Linked DNA regions of Mus musculus: all the other regions are linked to region 2. Evidence: chromatin contacts called from public HiChIP or PLAC-seq and promoter capture Hi-C data. All regions are on one chromosome and are shown on one strand. Each heading gives the region's core, a stretch centred on a gene start, on an enhancer-like site or on the middle of the called end of the contact. The rest is flanking DNA. Distances are from core to core; before and after follow the strand shown.

Evidence for each region. Promoter capture Hi-C pulls out the DNA fragments that hold promoters and counts their contacts. HiChIP or PLAC-seq counts read pairs in DNA pulled down with a chosen protein or histone mark. Capture Hi-C pulls out chosen DNA fragments and counts their contacts.
Region 1: an H3K4me3 HiChIP or PLAC-seq map of bone marrow-derived macrophages shows a contact between it and region 2, with 7 times the contacts expected there. The contact joins the promoter of Mfap1b here to the promoter of Golm2 in region 2. A contact is called at or near these places in 7 of 39 promoter capture datasets (the 3T3-L1 cell line, cranial neural crest, hippocampal neurons and 3 more) and 2 of 115 datasets of contacts at active chromatin or transcription factors (bone marrow-derived macrophages and stem cell-derived neural progenitor cells).
Region 3: an H3K4me3 HiChIP or PLAC-seq map of stem cell-derived neural progenitor cells shows a contact between it and region 2, with 2.8 times the contacts expected there. The contact joins the enhancer-like site here to the promoter of Golm2 in region 2. A contact is called at or near these places in 20 of 39 promoter capture datasets (the 3T3-L1 cell line, 3T3-L1-derived adipocytes, the C10 cell line and 11 more), 4 of 484 Hi-C or Micro-C datasets (cortical neurons and embryonic stem cells), 13 of 115 datasets of contacts at active chromatin or transcription factors (the NIH/3T3 cell line, the SCID.adh cell line, VIP interneurons and 8 more) and 4 of 9 other capture datasets (adipose tissue, embryonic stem cells, liver and 1 more).
Region 4: a promoter capture Hi-C map of pancreatic islet shows a contact between it and region 2. The contact joins the promoter of Trim69 here to the promoter of Golm2 in region 2. A contact is called at or near these places in 2 of 39 promoter capture datasets (liver and second pharyngeal arch cranial neural crest) and 1 of 9 other capture datasets (pancreatic islet).
Region 5: a promoter capture Hi-C map of neural stem cells shows a contact between it and region 2. The contact joins the promoter of Serinc4 here to the promoter of Golm2 in region 2. A contact is called at or near these places in 1 of 39 promoter capture datasets (neural stem cells), 1 of 484 Hi-C or Micro-C datasets (embryonic stem cells), 4 of 115 datasets of contacts at active chromatin or transcription factors (astrocytes, bone marrow-derived macrophages, embryonic forebrain and 1 more) and 1 of 9 other capture datasets (pancreatic islet).
Region 6: a promoter capture Hi-C map of the HPC-7 cell line shows a contact between it and region 2. The contact joins the enhancer-like site here to the promoter of Golm2 in region 2. A contact is called at or near these places in 23 of 39 promoter capture datasets (the 3T3-L1 cell line, 3T3-L1-derived adipocytes, the C10 cell line and 13 more), 10 of 115 datasets of contacts at active chromatin or transcription factors (T-cell acute lymphoblastic leukemia, VIP interneurons, embryonic basal ganglia and 6 more) and 4 of 9 other capture datasets (adipose tissue, embryonic stem cells, liver and 1 more).

Annotation. Positions count from the first base shown.
Region 1 is chr2:121,472,584-121,475,283 of GRCm38.p6, forward strand. It overlaps Mfap1b (microfibrillar-associated protein 1B), which reads right to left and starts at 1,440. Exons shown (of 7, transcript NM_001081975.3): 1 at 1,251-1,440. The coding sequence starts at 1,329. It also overlaps the pseudogene Gm14018.
Region 2 is chr2:121,865,628-121,868,327 of GRCm38.p6, forward strand. It overlaps Golm2 (golgi membrane protein 2), which reads left to right and starts at 1,343. Exons shown (of 10, transcript NM_001205369.1): 1 at 1,343-1,904. The coding sequence starts at 1,578.
Region 3 is chr2:121,574,817-121,577,516 of GRCm38.p6, forward strand. Frmd5 (FERM domain containing 5) reads right to left here. Exons shown (of 14, transcript NM_001360084.1): 5 at 1,506-1,603. Among named protein-coding and RNA genes, the nearest start is that of Wdr76, 69 kb to the left of the region's middle. Within about 2 kb of position 1,290, at least 28 of the 459 cell types and tissues checked have an H3K27ac peak or open chromatin away from gene starts, as enhancers often do. A contact at or near this core is called in the NIH/3T3 cell line, the SN4741 cell line and stem cell-derived neural progenitor cells, where this site is marked.
Region 4 is chr2:122,159,263-122,161,962 of GRCm38.p6, forward strand. Trim69 (tripartite motif-containing 69) reads left to right here and starts at 1,446. Exons shown (of 7, transcript NM_080510.3): 1 at 1,446-1,634. The coding sequence starts at 1,629. The region is part of intron 2 of Patl2 (protein associated with topoisomerase II homolog 2 (yeast)); the gene reads right to left.
Region 5 is chr2:121,455,364-121,458,063 of GRCm38.p6, forward strand. Serinc4 (serine incorporator 4) reads right to left here and starts at 1,401. Exons shown (of 12, transcript NM_001025371.2): 1 at 1,092-1,401; 2 at 628-792; 3 at 300-478. The coding sequence starts at 1,190. Hypk (huntingtin interacting protein K) reads left to right here and starts at 1,725. Exons shown (of 4, transcript NM_026318.3): 1 at 1,725-1,928; 2 at 2,283-2,338; 3 at 2,629-2,680. The coding sequence starts at 1,743.
Region 6 is chr2:121,550,736-121,553,435 of GRCm38.p6, forward strand. It overlaps Frmd5 (FERM domain containing 5), which reads right to left. Exons shown (of 14, transcript NM_001360084.1): 13 at 2,603-2,700. Among named protein-coding and RNA genes, the nearest start is that of Wdr76, 45 kb to the left of the region's middle. Within about 2 kb of position 1,301, at least 18 of the 459 cell types and tissues checked have an H3K27ac peak or open chromatin away from gene starts, as enhancers often do. A contact at or near this core is called in the HPC-7 cell line and adipose tissue, where this site is marked.

The sequences.
Region 1 (2,700 bases), core at 190-2,689, 390 kb before region 2:
CAACTTTCTTGAGACAGGTTCTTTCACTGAACCTGTTGCTTGCTGTTTCAGCTATTATTAGCCCAGCCATCAAGCCTAAAGTTCCTAACTCGTCTCTTCTCCCCACAAGGTGTCTATGTGGATGCTCGGGGTCTGACCTCAGGCACAGTAAGGGCAGCTCTCTTCCTAGCTTCTCTCTCTGCGGTGCTGTGGCAGCCTTTACGACCTAACTTAACGTTCTGACTAGCCAGCTTCTACCTTTTCCTCCAGCTCTTGTGCTGAATCGGGAGATCTCTTCTATAACACAAACAGGGTGGAGCTCAAGAGGTGGCTCAGCAGCTAAGAGGCTCTGCTGCTCATACAGAGGTCCTGGATCAATTTTCCAGCATCTGCATGGCAGTCTGTTACAGTCTGATACTCCAGGCCCTCCTCTGGCCTCTGTGGGTACTGCACCCACATGGTGCATATCCATGCATGGAAGCAAAGCATTCATACACTTAAAAATAAACAAACAAAACAATTACAGTGAAAAGAAACACACAACATAGGCCTCTAGCTCACTTTCTTCTTTTTTTTTTTAAAGATTTTATTTATTTATTATATGTAAGTACACTGTAGCCGTCTTCAGACACTCCAGAAGAGGGCATTAGATTTCGTTATGGATGGTTGTGAGCCACCATGTGGTTGCTGGAATTTGAACTCAGGACCTTGGGAAGAGCAGTCGGTGCTCTTAACCACTGAGCCATCTCGCCAGCCCCACTTTCTTCTTATATTTTGATTTTTGTTACTGTTCTGCCTGTGAGCCTGGCCTTTAACGGTTGAGCCATCTATGCAGCATTATTATTATCATCATTTGTAAGGATGCTATGTGTGGATATGTGCACAAGCGTAGGTACTGGCAGAAGCCAGAGGTGTCAGATCTCCCTAGACTTGGGGTCCCAGGTTGTTGTTGAGTCACCTGAAGTGACTGCTGGCAATTGAACTTGCGCCCTGTGGTACAGCAGTACGTCCTCTCAACCGCTGATCTGCCTCTCCAGCCTCCTTTACTTCATATTTCGAGAGAGATCTCCTCACTAAATCGATCAGGTAGATGCAAGTGGATCCCGCTATCCCCTTTCTCTACGCCACCTGTGACTTTAGGCGGGACGCAGGAAGAAACTGCAGCTAGGTTTTAAGGGCCAGCCGAGCTGGCATGGTCGGCGTAAGGCAGGTTTGAGAGATACTCAGGATGAAAGAGTTCAGAGCCAACCGGAGGGGAGGGGAGCCCGTACCTTTCTCGTTTCGAACTGGGACGGCCCCAGCCGTAGACTGGATGGGCGGCTGCTTCATGAGTGCGCTTGGGACCGACATGGTGACGGCTGCCGCGGAGACTCTCCAAAACGGACTCAATCCCAACAACGAAGAGCAAGGAGCAGAACGCCGCGTCCCACAGGCTGTGCTGGACACAGCTGCGCAACTGACAGAAACAACTTCCGGCAGAGGTAGAGGAACCGGAAGTACATAACAGAGGATTGTGGGTAATTGGAGGGCGGCTGAGCGCTGATCGCTTAAAGGGCTAGCTTGAAATTTGTGCGCTTTCCTAAGGCAATTTTCTCGTCTTCAACCGCTCAAGAACTGGAAGGTCCTCCTGTCTGACAGTTGTTTCTTTTGGTTTTGGTAAGGTCCAGGAAGGTTCGGATTAAAGATTTTATTTATTACATTTTAGGAGAGACTGTTGGTGCATACTGTTTAAAGCTAGAAGTGTGGCCGAAAATGATGGTGCACCCCTTTAATCCCAGTAAGAAGCAGAGGCAGGCGGATTTCTGAGTTCGAGGACAGCCTGGTTTACAGAGTGAGTTTCAGGACAGCCAGGGCTACGCAGAGAAACCCTGTTTTGAAAAAACAAAAAAGAAAAAACAAATAAAAAATAAAAAGCTAGAAGTGTAAAGTGTTTCATCCGGATACGTGGGTCACGTCTGTAATCCCAGCATTTGGGAAGGTGAAAGAGGATTGCCGTGTTTTGTAGGCCAGCTTAGGCAACAAGAGAAGACTCTTCAAAAGAAAAAAAAAAAAAAAAAAAGGAGAATCCCTTAGGGGCCAATTGTTGATTTGGACACACATGCCCTTATTCTAGCACTGGAAAGACCGTGGCAGGTGGATTTCTGTAATTGAGGCTAGTCGGTCTACACAGTAAAAATTCTGGGAGGGAGTACAATATTATATAGGACTTTGAAGGTTCTGTTAATATAATTATCAAATTTTTTCACCTGTGTCCTTGCTTGGTGAAGACAGGAAATTGACAAACTTTAGTGAGGATTTTCAATGAGTCAAACAAGGACGAAGCTTACAAGCAGAAAAGCTTTAGAAGGCCAGAGTAGACAAAAATATTTTTGTTGTTGTTGTTATTATTAAAAATGTTTATTGGATTATAACCACATTACCCTCCCATCTAAATTAAGGGGGGGAGCCCCAAAGATATACATAAAAATAAGAAGTTCAAGTTAGAACCCCTCAGAGTTTGTAAACAACTATGCACTAAATGTTAACCTGAGAGAAACAGAAGTGTCTACCTTTAGCAAATTCTGCCGAGTGTGATGGCTCACACCTTTAATCCCAGCACCGGGGAGGCAGAGACAGGCAGATTTCTGAGTTCGAGGCCAGCCTGGTCTACAAAGTGAGAAACCCTTTACAGAGAAACCCTGTCTCGAAAAAACAAAACAAACAAACAAACAAAAACAAAAC
Region 2 (2,700 bases), core at 93-2,592:
TGCCTCAACACCCCAAATGCTGTAATTGAAGAGAGTTAATCTTCAACTTTGATGTAAACCAGCTAGTAAATTCTGGTACGTTTATGTCGTTGTTGTTGTTTGTATAGTATAAAAAAGAGAAACATCCTTCTGTGAAGGTATTTTTTTTTTTTTGGAAGCAGATGAACTTTATTTTTGAAATGCACAGGACACATGGAACAATTTTTCACTGTTGTAAAATCTTCATGTCTCAGAACTATAGGCCGGTTTGAATAAACACTTAAGTTTGTGTTCTTGACCCGGAGTCTGAAAAATAACTACAAATCCATCCTCTGGTTACACAGGTGAAAACCAGTAACTTTTTATTGTTTGTTTAAACAACTACACAAGCAGCACGCAGAGGGAACGAGCAGGGGATTCTCTGTAGCACTGAACATGACGCTAAACGTAGAACAACACCTGCTACAAAGCAGAGAGAGGAACAGTATTACGAGTTCTGTTACTTGGCTTTAAGCCCAGTTCAGAAGATACAGGACTCTGACGTTTCCGCACATCTTTGTTTCCGGGCTTTCTCCTGTGTAAAGCGTTGTTGGGATAGGAGGGATGTAAAACTAGGCGTGCAGAAACAACTTGTAAGGGCTGCTATTGCTAATTCGGAATGTGTCAGCCGTCAGTAACGGCGCATTAGCTGCCATTCACCGAGGGCAGCTTCTGGGCTTTCTCCTCAGCTAAGTCGAGGGAAAAGCAGCAGAGCGTTTTAAAATAGGAGCACCGCATTTTGGAATTCTTCCTGTCCGTGACAGCAGTAACCTTGGAAACCAGGCTGCTAACACATCTCAATCGCAGAGCATCCTCAAGCTTAGCTTCTCTTGCTGTATTGTCTGGGCACCGCTATTCTGGGGGCTAATGTCAACTGTTTTTGTTTTTTTCCACCTCGGTGGCACAAACAACACCTAGCATAAAACCTTGCTAGACACCCATCAGGTCCCATCTTACCTAGAGCCTTCCCTACTTGGTGGCAGTCTCAGAATTGGTCCTGACAGAGGACACTCTGCCAAGGGGCCCGCTGATAGCAGGACCTCCCTAAACCTGGCCTCAGGGGACACCACCAGGTAACAGCACCACGCACACCCACCCAGGTACGCCGCGCGACCCCGACCCCGCGCCCCAGCCTCCAGAGAACCCTCGCGAGACAAGACCGCAAGGGGACGAGAAGAAGCCCACTATCTCGCGAGAAGAGGGGGCGTCGGCGGAAACGAGCTAATGCCCCCCTGGGCGCCCCGGCCCCAGCCGGTGGGCGTGGACCGAGGAAACCCGCCCCCTTCCGGCTCGCGTCCCCGCCCCCAGCCTTGAGGCATCGGGTCGCGAGTACCAGCGCCGGCTTCTCCCGCTTCCCTGCGGCGGGAGCCCGCTGGCCTTCGACTCTCGGAGGGGGCGCGGCGGGGGCGCAGAGGGGGCGGGGAGGACCCGCGACGCCCCGCCCCCCTCCGCGCTCTGGCGGCTCGGCCCGTCCCTTGGGGTCCGGGTCCCGAGGCCGCTGAGACAGCAGGCCGGCGCTGCCCGCAGGTGTCGGCGGCAGCGGCGGAGCCACCGGCCTCATGGTGGGTTTCGGGGCCAACCGGCGGGCCGGCCGCCTGCCGTCCTTCGTGCTGGTGGTGCTACTGGTAGTCATCGTCGTCCTTGCCTTCAACTACTGGAGCATCTCCTCCCGCCACGTTCTGCTTCAGGAGGAGGTGGCCGAGCTGCAGGGCCAGGTCCAGCGCACCGAGGTGGCCCGCGGGCGCTTGGAGAAGCGCAATTCGGACCTCTTGCTCTTGGTGGACACGCATAAGAAGCAGATCGACCAGAAGGAGGCCGATTACGGTCGCCTCAGCAGCCGGCTGCAGGCCAAGGAAGGCCTGGGGAAGAGATGCGAGGATGACAAGGTAAGGTCGAGCCCTTTCCTCGGCCCTCCTAGACTTTTTCTTTTCACTTCTGGGTGGGGTATTAATATTCGCCCGCCGGCGATTGCTGTATGCCGTCAGCGTGGTAGCCCTGGAAGCTCCCCAGACCCCCAGCAACCCTGTTTGTTGTCAGACTTTCCCGGTGTCAGCGCCACATTCTCTGTTCGCTTGCAGAGACTGTAAGTTCTGGTTCTCTAGAGTGGCCTATGTGTGGATACCACCTTTCCTCCAAGCTCAGCTGCTGAGCTGGCAGTGGTTATCATCTGGCCTGTGTGGCCGCCTTCGTTCCCGGCACACAGGCTGCCAGGTATATGTATGGGCATTGTCTCATCCACCTCCTGTGCAGACTGATCAATATTAATTTATTTCAGAATGCGGCCTTCTTCCCTTCTGGTGCTCAACATGTATTTGTCAACAGTATGGCTTTTTAGAAATCTCTATAAATTGATGTATTTTGCTAAGTAGATTTTTAAAAAATGAATTTTGTGTTGAAAGTGTTGTTATAGATGAGTCAGGAACCCGTATATGAGCCACACTTGTGACTTGAGTGCGGTTAATCCATTATCTTCTCAATTTGAATTGTTAATGAAATTAGCCGAAATGGTAGAATCTAAAAATAAGTTCTTAGGAACAGAATCTTATGTCTGTCGTTATAATTCTTGAAAGAAAATAAAATTGTGTGTGCTTAAATAGCTCTTAGGGCTGCTGCTTAATGCAGATAGAAAATACAAAATTTTAAATTTAAAAATCTTAAGTCTGGACTATGATCATGTCCTAC
Region 3 (2,700 bases), core at 40-2,539, 290 kb before region 2:
GGCTCTGAGGGGGCTCCGACTCTGAGGGGCTCCGGCTCTGAGGGGGCTCCGGCTCTGAGAGGGCTTCGACTCTGAGGGGGCTCTGGCTCTGAGGGGCTCTGGCTCTGAGGGGGCTCTGGCTCTGGGGGGCTCCGATTCTGAAGGGGCTCTGACTCTGAGGGGGCCGTTCCAGGACCAGTCCAGGACATGTCGCAGCTGGACTCAGTGCTTTCCTCTGCAATTATGGTACCTTCCAAGTTATCCAAGGGCTAGGTATGGCAGTGGTAGATGTCTGTAGTCCCGAGTACTGGGAAGTCTGAGGCAGGAGAATCAATCACTTGAGCCCAGAAATTCAAATCTAGCCTGGACAACATTGTGAGGTTATAATTCAAAAGCAAAAAAACAAAACAAAAACCAAGAACCAAAAACACAGCCAAATTCCAAATCCTTTGGATATTTCTCTTATTTAACAAAAGAAATAGCTTTCCTTCAGGGAAGAGTGACCTCGAACCTTGAGGTCATTTACTTTGATTTTATTTGAAAAGCTTCAAGGGGAAAATGTTGATGTTGGCCACCAATACTTTTTTTGAAAAAAAAAAATTCAATATAATTATCAGGGTGGACCCAAGGAAATGACTTTGTTAAAAAAGTTTAACATGGCAACCAGAACAGGCCAGGCTTCCTTTCAAAAAGAAAGGGGGACTCTCTGGGTGCCTCATGATGCACGAGCTCTTTCTGCACTCCCCATTTGACTGGTACAGGAATGGCCCCCCTCAGAGTCAGTGCCCTCGAGGGGTTCACTTTCCCATCTTAGCACAGGTCTGACACTTCTCCTGCCAGCAAGCTCTTTGCAAATTCTCCATTAGTTGCTTCTGAGAGTTCCCTGACTCATAATCAGGGGTTCACGGTTTTTTTTTAATGGAAACTTCATGGTCTTATGTCCAAAACAATCCTGTGGTTAATGACAGTTTTAGGCAGGAGGACTAAGAAAATTCTGAGGTGGCTCTTGAGTGCTCTCAGCGTTTTGTGAGAGAAGGGCCTGGCGGATGCCCCACACTTTCTTGACACATTACCACAGCTGGTCTGGAAACCAGCAGCCAGAGGCTCAGCTCTTTCTTGTCAGCTTTGAGAAATAGCTTCTCACTTGAGAACACTTGAAACATTGAACACTCTCAGCAGAGAGTTCCCATCATGCCTCAGACTTCGGTGAGTTGTGTGTGGGGGGTGAGGGGGTGGGGGTGGGAGCAGGTGATTCCTGATTACTTCCCGGCATCCCAGAAACATTAGCATGCAGGGTACAGCGCAAGCCTGCAAAGGTCCAGATGACTCAGGGGCTAGCCACGAGGCCTTGGCTGCGGCAGGGCACTGGGCTTTTGGCTCTGGATGGCGCAGGCAAAATCCTTTAACTCAAACACTGCTTCAAGTTAGAAGCTGTTTTGATCTAAGAAGTCGTCATCTGTGGTAAATGGAATAATGTAATCAGGACTTAGCATGAAAAGCAAATGTATTCTGTCCAAAGTCATTACCTTGAAGGATATAGGCCGCTAACAAGGCGGCATCCGATGTTTTACAGAGAAGACGGCCGTGGTAGAGATCCCTTTTGATCTGAAGGAAGACTAAGTACCTGCGGAGACAACAGAGAACGAACTAGAAAGGATTGCTTTCGTTGCTTTAAAGACACAAATATGTAGTATAAGCCTATCAAAATCCTTGTCGGGAAATTTTTCCTACATTAAATTTTTTTTCATACCACAAAACAAATACATTTTCCATTTCCTCCCAGGCTCTCGGATACTTTGCTCTGCACTGTTAATTGTTTAAGGTTCAGATCAAAAACTTACTTGTATGGCTCAACATAGACATATCACTTCCTGGAATAAACATTCCCCAAGCCCCCATTCCACACTGCCTCCACAGTGCTGGGATCTGGAGGGAGCCAGCCCCTGGTGGTCTGTTACAACCAGAAAAAAACTGTGCTGTCAGAGATGGGGAAATGGGCCTGTCTCGGCCTCTAGAGTGGAATACTGGGTGAAGGAAGAGATCAGGCGGGGTTTTCGGTAGATGTCCCCCTGCAGATTATTGACAGAGGTCAATCAGATCTCTCCAAATGCAAATAAAAAGTGAGATGTGAGGGGCTGCTGAGATGGCTTGGCGGTTAAGAACATCTACGGCTTATGACACTTGGTTCCCAGCAACCCTGTTGGGTAGCTTTCAACCTGTTGATAACTCCAGTTCCAGAGTATCTGACATCGTGGCGCCCTTATCTAGACACACACACACACACACACACACACACACACACACACACACACACACACACACACACACACTTTAAGATAAAGCAATTAGGGCTGGCGAGATGGCTCAGTGGTTAAGAGCACTGACTGCTCTTCCGAAGGTCCCGAGTTCAAATCCCAGCAACCACATGGTGGCTCACAACCATCTGTAACGAAATCTGATGCCCTCTTCTGGAGTGTGTGAAGACAGCTACTGTGTACTTACATATAATCAATAAATAAATCTTTAAAAAAAAGATAAAGCAATTAATTAAAACTGTGAGGAGTGGTACACATGTAAGGGCATAAAAGCAGGAGCTGTGGCTAACATCTCCTTAAGCACGGAATGTACACGTGAGGTAGAGGCAGGGTATCAGGAAGAGGAGCCTGTCCCTACCCCAGTTCCTCTCTGGAAGGGCAGATGCTGCATGACTCACATCTAATG
Region 4 (2,700 bases), core at 196-2,695, 290 kb after region 2:
AGGGAGCTTGTCTACAAGGCACTCCGCTCAACCTTAGCACCAAACACAGAAACAAAACATGCATGCAGGGCATTTATTCCCAGCACTTGGGAGGCAGAGGTAGGTGAAATCTCTGTGAGTTTGAAGCCAGCTTAGTCTACATAGTGAGTTCTAGGACAGCCAGAATGTAGGCTATGTAGAGAAACTCTGTCTTGAAAACCAAAATCCAAAACAAATACAAAATAACAACAAAACCCACCCAAACCAATCAACCAAACAACAAACACAAACAACGACAATAACCCTGAAATCTAAGAAAACAAGCAGACAGAAGGAGGGTGTGCAGATCATTCACAGGGCCCCTCGAACTCTCTCACTAAGCCAGTGTTTACTACAGAGTGATAGCATGGAAGGCCTGGGGGCTAAGAAGACAGTTCTTTCTCACAAGAAGCTTGCGGTTTCTTGGGAAAGAGATCTGAAGACAAATCGGTTTAATGAAAGGAAGAATGTAGTATACCCAGAGCAGTGATAGAAACATCTGCCAGGTGCTGCTGCTGCACACAGCCTGCTCTGACTTCTCAGCAACTCTCTTGGCAGGAGGGGCAGCCTGTGCAAAGCCAGAGAAGCAAGGCATTTGTGGGCAGTCTCTAACTCTGGCATGCTGTTGTCCATGCTAAGGCTGGATAGCAGGCAGACACTAACCACTCAAGGCAATATACTGAGTTAGAATTACTGTAAGCAAAACATCAAACCCGCGGGCTCCCAGACTTGAGCATGGTCTAGGGACGAGCGTCTAAGCTAAAAGTGCTTACTTAGACTTTTAGAGAAAGCTGTGTGAACAGCATCTTTCCCTGCTGCCTTAGGGTCCAGCTCCAGACCCTGCTACTTGATCAGGTCTGCTTCAGGAGATGCCAAGAAGACAGGGAGAGCCAAACAGCTACCCCTGAAAGGCTCTGTGTCTGGAGGTGACGGGTCCAGCTAGGATAAAGAGAAGCCGCTCCAGTCAGGGGTACAGCTGATGCTGCTGTTTGTTCTCTCTTCCCTCGAGCAGCCTCATTCCCAAGTGAGATCTGAAAACCTTAAAATTACATTACCAGGGCTGGAGAGATGGCTCAGCCATTAAGAGTATTTATGGTGCTTACAGAGGACCAGAGTTTGGCTCCCAGTACTCACATCAGGTAGTTCACAACTACTTGTAACTCCAGCTCCAGGGAATTTGATCCACCTCTCTGGCCTCTGTGGGCACCTCCATACATGACACACACTCGAGCACAAACATACTCACACATAACTCAAGATTAAACATTTAAAAATTAGATTACCACCTGAAGTTTAAAAGAATCCCATCCCAAATAAAATAATAAAAGGGGTTGGCAGGTCATTCCAATCCAATCAGAGTTTGTCTATCTCAGACGCGAATATCATCAAAGCAACTGACAAACTGTCACGGAACCTGCTGGATCTCTAGCTTTGGCCTTGTCTGTCTTCTTCAGCTCCTGAACTCTCTTCTCCCTCCTCCTCTCATGGGCTCTGAGTCCATTCCTAGCATACTAACAGGCCCAGAACTCTTGGTCTGCAGCCATCCTGGGCTCACTGAGCAAAGCCAAGTTGCCTGACTCTGCCCCCTGGTGGCCTAATGACCAAGTTTCATGGAGGTAAGTTATTCTCTAACCACTCAGCGGGTTTTCTACACACAGGGTAGGAAACAGGGTATTGATTGTGGATCAAGAAGGGAAATCAAAGAAATATTTAACATGTAGCCTTTACCTTCTAAACTCTAGGCCTTTGGATAAACAGAAATTAGAGATGTGGGTAAGAAAGTAAGGAGGTCCACCATAACTTTTTGATAATTAAGACAAACATTATACAAAAGTTAACCTCTTTATCAATATAACTACTATCTTTAGATGAAGAATTATTAGTTATAACATTTTTTCATACTATAGGTCTTGGTATGTTATATTTACAACAGAGGTGCAGTTAAACATTTTTAGAAATCACATTTGTGTATTTTGTGTAGATATGTGGGCGTGCATACCAGAGCACATGTGTGGAAGTCAGAGGAAAATCTGCAGGATTAGGTTCACTCTTTCCACCATGTGGATCTCAGGGACTGAGTTTGGGTCGTCGGGCTTGGGAGCAAGCATCTTTTCCTGCTGAGCCATCTCACCAGCCCAGTTAAACGTCTTAAATTAACACCTTAAAACTAAAGTAAAGGAAGTTAGTATTCTAAACTTTAGTGTTGACAGACAAAAGAAAACATCGATTTACTTTAAGGAAGCCGGGTTTCCACGGAAACCCATCAAGGAATCTCAGTACATGGATCCGGATGCCGAGTGGGTCAGAACCCAGAGGTACAGATTTAGGATTTACTTCTGTGAGGCTGAACACGAAGTCAGGAAATTACTCACTTGTTAAAAGAGAGCAGAGCTAGAAGAAAGCCAGAGAAGATACTAAGAATAGAAAGGGGGATGGAAATTACTCATGGGGAAAGAACCAGGGTAGTAGTGCACTCGGGGCCAAAGGAGAGGGTTTCAGGTTTCAAGAGGGTGGAGACCAAGAGTATTCTTAAAGAGCAGAGATTCAGACAAGCTACTTCCAACACATTCCTTAAGCCCCTACCACAGCCAAGTAATGTGCTGGCCATAAGAGCTCAGGAAGAGACAGAGGACAGTGGCATAGTTAATGTAATGCAACAGCTTTCCTCGTTGGTTTTTTCTG
Region 5 (2,700 bases), core at 151-2,650, 410 kb before region 2:
GGTAGAGAGAAAACCAGATTGAGGAGAATAGGCAAAGGAGAGAAAGAAAAAAAGTATGGCAGGTGGAACCAGCCCCAACCCATTGTAGTCCAAGTTCTAACTCGGATGCCACAGTCACATCTGAGCAACACTACAGTTAGAGAAGGTTTGCATATAACTATTACTTAAAATTTAGAGCCCAGGAGTTTATAAACATACTTTCTTTATTACAGTGTTCTTTCTTCATCCTGGAGTTTCTTTTAGCCAGCTTGTGTCTACTTCCCTCTATCCCATCCCCATCCAAAAAATTAAACACAAACCTGTTATGCAGCTGTGCCCGAGGGTTGGTGGGGGAGTGGAGGCGAACTAGCAGCACAGCCTGCAGCAGGTGGAAGGTGGCAGTTCCTGCACACACTCGATACACAGCGCCAGAGCCACTGAGAACTGGGCAGTCCGAGCTGCCAAACAGGTGGGCACATAGCACTGAGGGCATCTGGATCTGCAGGGAGTTGGTTGTGAGAAAAGTCAGGGCCAGCCACAATCTATGGACAGTCTCAACTTTTTACTGGTAGGTTGACTCCTTTGCTCCCTGTCCCAAATCTTAAAGGTTTTTTTTTTTCCCTCACATTGCAACCCTTGCCGACTTACCCCATGTGCTTTGCCCCAGACCCTTTCTACCACTGTCTTCGAAAGCAGGAGGCAGCAGATTGCTGAGGCTCCCACGTGGAGGAGGATGTAGAGCAGGCGGCTACACCTAGACTCTGTCAGAGAGTGGCAGCCACTGGTCCAAGAAACAGGTCCACAGCAGGATGCCTGGGGATAGAAGCAATGCAGAGTTTTTCAAAGGGTGTGGGGTTAACCAATGGTCAAATTCCCAAACCCTCCATCCTTCTGTCTGGTTATGAGCCTCTTAGGATTACCTTCCACAAAGCACTAGTAAGGTTTTCATTGCAAGAACTTTAAACTTTGGTGTATTCTTGAACCACTTAACTTTTTCCTAATGATCTATGGCTGGGAATGTGGAATGAGATGTTTACCTATTACCCAGGCAAAGAACCAGGTTTCTCATCCCAACTCCTAGCTTTTTAGCTATCTCTTCCCAAATGTCTCACCTGATTGAAGGGGGTTTCCACTACATTACTGACTCCACCGTGCTGCTGTGCAAGACCCTGGGTGGTGCTCCGGCCGGTGACAACTTTTGCACCCATCATTTTTGTTAGATGTAGATCCAGTATTGGAAAAACTGACGAGAAACAGCAGCTTCTCGGGATTTTCGCCCATTGGACAGTCGCTTTGCTGGCCTAATCATTCGTCTTAAGGCAGCATAGACATGTCATAAAATGAATACAGGTTACCAGGAAGTGGTAGATAGATGCAAATAGTCTTGTGAAGATGCCTTCGCCGGGCTTCCTATTCGGGATCATTCGGACTGTTATTCTGAGATTAGGAGCAGTTGGCCTATCAGGTCTAGGGATTAGGTTTTTTAATTGGTTTAGGATTAGCCACCTTGATTGGACAGAATTCCATGTGTGTGTCTCTATGTGTGAAAGGATTGCTCTTAGGAACAATGTGCCTTGGTGGTGTGGGTAGTGAACAGATAGTCGAAGGAGACTGCAGAAAACAAGCTGGAGAGGAAGTCAAAAGCGAACCTCTTTGCTAGCTGAAGCTTCTCAAGACAGGCACAAAGGTGTGGTCCACGCCTACCCCGCCCCTTATCTGGGCGGAAGCTGTGAGGGTTGCCGGAAGTTGTGAAGCGGCAGCCTATGCGGCGGCGCGGTGAGATCGAAATGGCGACCGAGGGAGACGTGGAGTTGGAGTTAGAGACCGAGACCAGCGGCCCGGAGCGGCCTCCCGAGAAGCCAAGGAAACATGACAGTGGTGCTGCTGACCTAGAGCGGGTTACTGACTATGCGGAGGAGAAGGAGATCCAGAGTTCGAATCTTGAAACGGTGAAGTTGGCTGGGAGCTTGTATGAGGGGTTGAGAGAGGGGCGGGAGAGAGGTGAGACTGACCGGTTTGCTGCTCACTGGGGCTCCGGGAAGGCTGATAGCAATGGTGGGATTTGGCAGTAGGGTGGGGCTAAGCGACAGCACCCACCCAGTCTGCTGTTTGCTTAAGAATTCGATAGAGATTGGGCCTAAATAGATCTCATGTGCACGAAATTAGGCGTAGTCCTTTGGTCCTGAGAACACTCGTAGTTGTGAATACCTGAAAACCACGTGGTTTTTATTTTTGGTATTGCGTTTTAGATCAGAAAATTTGCGTGGCACGGTGGTAGATAACTTGACTCGTGTTTTCTACAGGCTATGTCCGTCATTGGAGACAGACGGTCCAGGGAACAAAAGGCCAAACAAGAGCGGTAAGTTTAAAGCACACCACCAGCACTACCGGTAGGTCCTCGTTCTCCAGGGGAAAAAAAAGTTTACGTCTTTAACCAATTTCTACAGATCTAGGGATTACAACTTTGTTAGTGGAAGGAAAGATTCCAGGATACCTTACTGTAAAACCTCCAGGGGAAAGAGTTGGCGCGTTTATTTGCTATTTTCAGTAAACCTTGTTCCACCCATTTTCAGTGAGTAGCTGGGAGTGTTCCTTCTGGGAGTTTATAGCAGAGGCAGAGAATGAAAAGAAATGTATAAATATTTACAGGGAGAAGGAACTGGCGAAGGTCACTATCAAGAAGGAAGATCTGGAGTTGATAGTGAGTATTAATTTTTTAAT
Region 6 (2,700 bases), core at 51-2,550, 310 kb before region 2:
GTTACCCAAGCATTCTCCCAACTGAGCGACATTCCTAACCCCTCATCACCCCATGGTCTCCTTTCTGGTTTTAGGACCACTCTCACATATGTCAAGATTAAAAGGTAGTATCTGCATGGGAGAAAACACGTAGTATTTGTCTTGAGTCTGAGTTACCTCCCTTAATGGTGTCCAGATATGTCCATTTTCTACAAGTTTTCATATTTCAGAAGATTCATCTGCTATAGGAACCACCATTCACCCTGCCCCTCCTCAGACCCATTAGTCTCCGGGCGCTGGGGCAAAGTGGCACAGGTGTATTTACCTTTGAGGTGATCTAGCTGATGCCTCTGTCCAGAAGTGGCTCCCAGTGGGCCAGGGGGGACAGTTGTTAGGACCCTACACTGAAGCCGGGGTCCCATCCTCAGGATGCGGACGCTTAGGGTCCGAAGGCAGTGGTTAGTCAGCCGGAGCTGGACACGGACTCTGGTCTGAATCTTAATTAGACTCTTTCCCATGGCAGGCCAGGACGGCAGTTCCTTCTTCAAGGGACACCAGCCAGGCCCAGGAGGTACGGAGAGGAAATAGCCAGCTAGGTACAAAGAATCTCCACCCCCCAGGCCGTGGCAGCAGTGCCCTCCACCTGGACAGAGTGCTGACTCTCCAGAGCCTTATGTCAGGCTGAGCTGGAAGGAGGGAGAAGCGTGGAGAGCAGAGGCTATCCTTATCAGGGGACTGGAATAGGCCAGAAGTGCTTACATCCATAAAAAGCAATGCTTGCCAGCCTGCAGCTCATTCCCCGAGGCCCCGCGTGGCCCCGGCTCTCAGAGGGAAGGGGAAAGGCCGTGGACCAACTACAACTGTCCCAGAAAATAGGCTCTGAAGCCACAGGCAGGCTTTATCTAGGCCATGTGCACTGAAGTCACACAGGAACTGAGGAAGAAGTGGCTCCAGGGCTGGGAGTGAGCTGTGTCTGTCCATGTCCGACTGTCCTACAACCCACTTGGCTGAGCTCCACATTCTGTCCAGACACAGTGGGTAAAGGAAACTGACATTCCCCAGTGTCCTCTGGGCCTCCAAGACTGTTTTAAAAGTGTCCCTGTTTGTGGGGATTTTGTGCTTCATTCAAACTGTAATGCTGTGTTGTTGTTGTTTTTGTATTCCCCCCTCCCCCATTTTTAGAAAGCAAATGAAGCTTTTCTAGAAAAGTCAGAAGGCTTCTGTGATGTGCCTTCAAATGAGCTGACTTCACAGCCAAAAGCGTGTTCTTTGGGGTTTCGTTTGTGCCTTTTGAAGGCCCTGGTTCCATCCCTCATGGCTCCTCCCTACAGTCGGCTGTGCTCGTTAGCAGCACTTCACCACAGTTGCAAAAGGCCAGGCGGGAGGGCTTCTTCTTCTTCTTCTTCTTCTTCTTCTTCTTTTTTTTTTTTTTTTTTTTGGTTTTTTTCAAGACAGGGTTTCTCTGTAGCCCTGGCTGTCCTGGAACTCACTCTGTAGACCAGGCTGGCCTTGAACTCAGAAATCCTCCTGCCTCTGCCTCCCAAGTGCTGGGATTAAAGGCGTGCGCCATTACTGCCTAGCAGGGCTTCTCTTTAAAGTGCTGTACCTCACACTCAATCTCAGGATTTGGGAGGCTGAGGTGGGAGGGCTGCCTGTGCTACAGCGTGAAGCTTTGCCACCTCACCCTCACCCTCACCCTCACCCTCACCCTCACCAAAAGCAATGCATGTGCATTAGCATCCTTGTCAGTTGCCGAGCAGGCAGAGAGAGGCTCCTCTTTACAAATGAAGCAACCACCGGCCTTGGTGGTATCCGCCTATCCAGGTTTCTCCTTGGAGTTCTGTGTCAGCCATAAGTGAATAATACAAACCAGAGACCCTCCCACAGAATGATACTCATCCCTACCTGAGCAGTTCTGTGTGTGAGATGAGGTCTTGCTATGTACTTTATGCTGACCTTTAACTCCTGCCTCAGCTTCCTCTGCCTCCGAGTACTGATCGCCGCCACATCATTGCTAGGGACTAAACACTCCGCTGTGTCCCCACCTTTGTATAGAACCTCTACCTCCCACTGGGCTCTTACCCAAGAGACTGCTGTTATCTCTAAAGCAAATAGGATTTTTTCGAGTCTCTGGTCTGAGTGAGATTGTCTCCCAGAGTCTTGGGTGTTTGAGCACTTGGTGCCCAGTTGGCAGTGCTGAGGTGGTTTAGGATCTGGAGGAAGCACACCACTTGGGCTTCACTTCACTTCAGGCTCTCTCTCTACCGTGTGCTTGTTTGAAGATGCTAGCGCCCAGCTCTGTTCCACTGCTAAGCCAGCTAAGGCTGCCCTGCCTCTCCGCCGTGATATGCTTTGTGTTTTCAAGACAGGGTTTCTCTGTAACTCTGGCTGTCCTGGAACTCACTCGGTAGACGAGGCTGGCCTCGAACTCAGAGATCAGCCTGCCTCAGCCTCCTGGGATTAAAGGCCTGTGCCTGGCTCAAAATAAACTTTCCTACATACATTGTCTTGGTCCTGGAATTGTATCACAGCAGCAGAAAGTAACTAATACAGCCCCTGGGGAGGAACTTAGCCTCCTTACAGTGCTCAGACACCGGCGTCATTTCCAGGAGCGCACACTCACCTTCCATGATAGAGATGTGCACAGCTCTTCTTCGTGTCCTGGGGACGCTGCTCAGTCGTGGGCCATGGGTTATAGAAGGACAGCTGCGGCTAGGGACC